Linked DNA regions of Mus musculus: region 2 is linked to region 1. Evidence: chromatin contacts called from public HiChIP or PLAC-seq data. All regions are on one chromosome and are shown on one strand. The core of a region is the stretch at or near the end of the contact, and the rest is flanking DNA. Distances in the headings are between cores, read along the strand shown.

Region 1 (2,700 bases), core at 73-2,572:
GTGCACGCGGATGAGCCCATCAGACAAAGACATACTCATTCTCTGCTGCAAACTTGGCATAGCTCTGCTTTGCCTGGGGCTATTGGGGGAAGTTGCGGTTCGTGCTCGCAGGGCTCTCACCCTTGACTCTTTTAATAGCTCTTCTGTGCAAGATTACAATCTAAACAATTCGGAGAACTCGACCTTCCTCCTGGGGCAAGGACCACAGCCAACTTCCTCTTACAAGCCACACCGATTTTATCCTTCAGAAATAGAAATAAGAATGCTTGCTAAAAATTATATTTTTACCAATAAGACCAATCCAATAGGTCGATTATTAATCACTATGTTAAGAAATGAATCGTTACCTTTTAGTACTATTTTTACTCAAATTCAAAGGTTAGAAATGGGAATAGAAAATAGAAAGAGACGCTCAACCGCAGTCAAAGAACAGGTGCAAGGACTATCGGCCACAGGCCTAGAAGTAAAAAAAGGAAAAAGGAGTGTGTTTGTCAAAATAGGAGACAGGTGGTGGCAACCAGGGACTTATAGGGGACCTTACATCTACAGACCAACAGATGCCCCGTTACCATATACAGGAAGATATGACTTAAATTTTAATAGGTGGGTCACAGTCAATGGCTATAAAGTGTTATACAGATCCCTCCCCTTTCGTGAAAGACTCGCCAGAGCTAGACCTCCTTGGTGTGTGTTAACTCAGGAAGAAAAAGACGACATGAAACAACAGGTACATGATTATATTTATCTAGGAACAGGAATGAACGTTTGGGGGAAGATTTTTCATTATACCAAGGAGGGGGCAGTGGCTAGACTATTAGAACATATTTCTGCAGATACTTTTGGCATGAGTTATAATGGATAATCTTTATGGGCCCAACCTTGCGGTTCCCAAGGTTTAAGTAAGTTCATGGTCACAAACTGTTCTTAAAACAAGGATGTGAGACAAGTGGTTTCCTGACTTGGTTTGGTATCAAATGTTTTGATCTAAGCTCTGAGTGTTCTAACCTTCTATGTTCTGTTGACATCTATCCAAGTCTTATGTAAATGCTTATGTAAACCATGATATAAAAGAGTGCTGATTTTTTGAGTAAACTTGCAACAGTCCTAACATTCACCTCTCGTGTGTTTGTGTCTGTTCGCCATCCCGTCTCCGCTCGTCACTTATCCTTCACTTTTCAGAGGGTCCCCCCGCAGACCCCGGTGACCCTCAGGTCGGCCGACTGCGGCAATTATTGGATCTTATTGTTCTCTCTATGGGGTTGCAATTCCCTTCAGCTCCTTCAGTCCTTCCCCTAACTCTTCCTCTGAGATCCCCATGCTCAGTCCCATGGTTGGCTGAGTGCATCTGCACATGTATTGGTCAGTATCTAGCAGAGCCTCTTGGGGGACTCTTATACCAGGCTCCTGTCAGCAAGTGCTTCTTGGCATCAGCAATAGTGTTTGGGGTTAGTACCTGACGATGGGATGGATCCCTAGGTGGGGCAGTCTCTGGATCGGCCTTCTTTTTTCTTATTGTATACCATGAAGATAAAATATATTATTTTTTATTAGATGTTTTCTTTAGTTACATTTCAAATGCTATCCCTAAAGTTCCCTATACCTTTCCCCCACCCTGTTCCCCTACCCACCCTCTCCCACTTCTTGGTCCTGGCATTCCCCTGTACTGGGGTGTATGAAGTTTGCAAGACCTAGGGTCTCTCTTTCCAATGATGGCCAACTAGGCCATCTTCTGCTACATATGCAGCTAGAGACACGAGCTCTGGGGGTACTGGTTAGTTCATATTGTTGATCCACCTACAGGGTTGCAGACCTCTTCAGCTCCTTGGGTACTTTCTCTAGCTCCTCCACTGGGGGCCCTGTGTTCCATCCTATAGATGACTGTGAGCATCCACTTCTGTATTTACTAGGCACTGGCATAGCCTCACATGAGACAGCTATATCAGGGTCCTTTCAGCCAAATCTTGCTGGCATATGTAATAGTGTCTAGGTTTGGTGGCTGATTATGCGATGGATCCCTAGGTGGCGTAGTGTCGGGATGATCCATCCTTTCGTCTTATCTCCAAATTTTGTCTCTGTAACTAAAGAAATCAGTAGATATACACTCACTGATAAGTGGATAATAGCCCAGAAACTTAGAATACCCAAGATACAATTTGCAAAACACAAGAAAATCAAGAAAAAGGAAGACCAATGTGTGGACACTTTATTCTTCCTTAAAATATATTATTTTTGCTTGAGATTTATGCATAAATATAGATAAGACACCCAAAATGATTCTTATAGTAGGTGCTTATTAAATGCTTTTGATGTTGACAAACCTTACCATGAACATTTATAAATATATGTCTATGTGATATATTTTGTAATTTTTCCTGAAAGTATATATCATATATTTTCACATGTACATCAAGGACCTACCCAACTACAGCCCTCATGAGCCTTCAATTTATGCTTAACTAATTACATTCTTGTTGCTCATGTTACAGCCTTGCTGTATACAGTCATTGCTATTTCTTGTTATCTTTCGATATAAAGTAGAATAGTCTTTACTCAATACAATATGGCATATTTGTGCAGTTTTTTTTCATACTGAAGAAATCACTCAACTAATTACCTTTTTACAGCAAATAAGCAAGGAAAACCTTAAACAATATATATGAACAACAATATCAGCAAACCAGATCCTCTCAAGCTCCCAAA
Region 2 (2,700 bases), core at 64-2,563, 270 kb before region 1:
GTGTTATTACCCCTGTCCTTATCCTTCCTTACCTTCTGTTTTTCTGGCTGAGTATGACATCAGCAGCTGTCACATTACGAATGCTCCAACAGCCATGACAGTCTGTCCAATCATGAGAAACCAAGTGTCCATGGACTGACTAAACCCTGTAGAACTGTGAGCAAAAAAATAATAATCTTTTCTCTCTTAAGGCTGCCAGGAGTTTGATCTCAGAAACAAAATGCAGCTAACATCCATTCCTTTTTTGCAATAATCTACTAAATGCCACCTTAGACCATGTTCTGATTAGTTTTAGAAACTGAAATTGTTAGTTCAGAAACTAAACCAATTGGAGAGATGGCATCCTACAAGCTTCTCTAAAATCTATGGATAAGATTTTTTTTCTCCTCTGATATTTTGTTATAATATTTAGCAGTTTTGCAGGGTTCTGTTCGTCTATCTTCTATTTATGGTGCATCCACAAATATGTCTTTAGTATGATTGTTTCGTTGATGCTGTTGCATTGATTGGGCATTTAGTCTGTACTTGTCAAATATTCACTTTACAACTGAACTACACTAAAAAGCCCTACGTTCACATGGACATCTTGTGCACACAGTATGCATTTTATGAAGCCTCAAAAATGACTTGATCATGGCTCCAAGCTTATCCCATAACTAATTTATAATCTTGTCACATTTTAAAGAAGTTAGTTGGCATCAAACTGTACATTTGTCTACTTCAAAATTATAATGCATGGCCCAATCTAAGAACATTGGCGTTATTTTGTGTTTATGTAGTAGTTGCAAACTACTTCTTCTAAAAATATAGTGTTTAATTTAAATATATTTATCCTCCACTATAACACTTATAGGAACTAGGAAGACCACTTGAATTATGACATAGATAAAATTAGGTAGAGTATAATTTGCCATTTTCCACACAACTGGACAAATGCTGGAATCCATAAAATGATTCGTTGCTCTCCAGCTTTGTGGCTCTACTGCTGGGCTGTGGGCATGGGGAGCAGGCTCATGATAAATGTCTGTGCATTAGAACAATGGGGCCGCTCTTTGGCAACACAAGCCACAGACCAAACATTCCTAATTAAGATGTTGTCATTTTACCTAGGGGAAAAGCTTTGGCCAGATTCCAGCATGCCCATAAATAAGAGAGAGTGCCAGAAATATGAGAAAGAATAGTTTCAAGCAAAAGTATCCTTACATGAGTAAGGGCATAATTCAGCCAACTACCAAAACTGATTTATAGGTTCACAGTAGAGAGCGTATTGGTTATGGAGCTCTTTGTGCAGGTGCACCTCCTGCTGGCCACACAGGAAATTACATGCGGAAAGCTAACACCTGCTCATCTGTTCATATATGATAGCCAATTCGTTTCTCTTTCGAAGGAGAAAATTTCTCACTCTAATTTTGCTCATGAACATATAGTATTATTTTTAAATGCCAATGTCTGAAACATTCATACACACACACACACACACTTCATCCCATCTGATTCCAAATTTTACTGTTGTTTAGGAAAATGTGCACTTCCTTAAGAAAAAAAAGAACATTTTTTTCCCCTCAGTATCAAGTGCATTGTAATTTGGTTTGTATTTCTCGAAGACACGGTTGCACTGCATTCCTCTCCTGATATACCTATGTATGCCCTTCCTTGTTTGCTGCATCTTTTCTTCATGTGTTCCCTTTTTAATCAGTTAATATTCTCAAAAAAAAAAAAAAATCAAGAAACAAAACAAAACCTCACTAATATGAAATATGCAGCAGCTACATGACCTGGACTTTTTTTCTTCTCCAGAAGAGTATCTCCATCTTTTTACATCTTTTATGGAATGGAGCAAGTTGACCCAGCATCTGAGAATTCATGACAGTAAAAGAGCACCCATGCCTCTTTCTTTTATGAGCACAATCTCGCAGATGTCTTCACACTAAAGACAGTTCCCAGGAATCTGCAGCTGGAGGGAAAAATGCTAAATTACCTCAAACTGACATCTTGATCATGTTTTTGAGATCTCTATAATGTCGCAATGTTACTACAGTGGGAAACTCTCTGCAGGAAGAAGCCAGTGCCTTTTGTGCAGTCACTGACAGGGAACCGCTTGTAGCTAATTACTTCTTTACAGATAAACTGCTAGAAAGGTGATTTTTACTGGGATTGCCTCAGTGTTTCTAACAGTCACAGAACTCTGGGCTCTCAGGAAGTCAACTGAGAGATTATCAGCTCGGGGACAGAGCCTCGGTTGCAGGTACATCACATTTTTTTGCAACGAACATGAACAGCTTTAAGCCTTTCTTCTCCTTATTCTTCTGCAGGCTAACACAGTCCCCAGTGTGGCTTTTAGCTGTTCCATCCTGGTTTATTTCCCCACCATGCTTCTAAGGGGATGCTGAAAGCAACAGCTACGCAGCTGTACCTGATCCCTGGCACGGAGTCCACAGCCCCTCAGCTTCCTTCGCTGCTTCTGCTCTCTTTCTCTGCAGGGGATTGACTGAAATAGGAAAGCCTTCATTTTTATTAGTGACTCTCTTTTTTGCTTTTAAAAAATACAGTTCTTTTTACGATGCACAGTACTTATTCACTTTAATTTGCCTCCTATAAAATGATAAAATGCATTAAGCTGCCCTGTCCTCTTTGTTGTTTGAGCCATAGCATTGCTTAGGTTTCATGTGGCAGTTTTGTGGCATTTATGATGGAACAGGA

Evidence for each region. HiChIP or PLAC-seq counts read pairs in DNA pulled down with a chosen protein or histone mark.
Region 2: a contact with region 1 is called in an H3K27ac HiChIP or PLAC-seq map of large pre-B cells, with 2.5 times the contacts expected there. The contact joins two enhancer-like sites. A contact is called at or near these places in 1 of 15 datasets of contacts at CTCF or cohesin (pro-B cells) and 1 of 115 datasets of contacts at active chromatin or transcription factors (large pre-B cells).

Annotation. Positions count from the first base shown.
Region 1 is chr12:92,881,068-92,883,767 of GRCm38.p6, reverse strand. Gm40892 reads left to right here. Exons shown (of 4, transcript XM_030247051.1): 4 at 1-50. Among named protein-coding and RNA genes, the nearest start is that of Gm40892, 13 kb to the left of the region's middle. Within about 2 kb of position 1,322, at least 18 of the 459 cell types and tissues checked have an H3K27ac peak or open chromatin away from gene starts, as enhancers often do. A contact at or near this core is called in pro-B cells, where this site is marked.
Region 2 is chr12:93,151,399-93,154,098 of GRCm38.p6, reverse strand. No RefSeq gene overlaps it. Among named protein-coding and RNA genes, the nearest start is that of Gm34869, 58 kb to the left of the region's middle. Within about 2 kb of position 1,313, at least 4 of the 459 cell types and tissues checked have an H3K27ac peak or open chromatin away from gene starts, as enhancers often do. A contact at or near this core is called in pro-B cells, where this site is marked.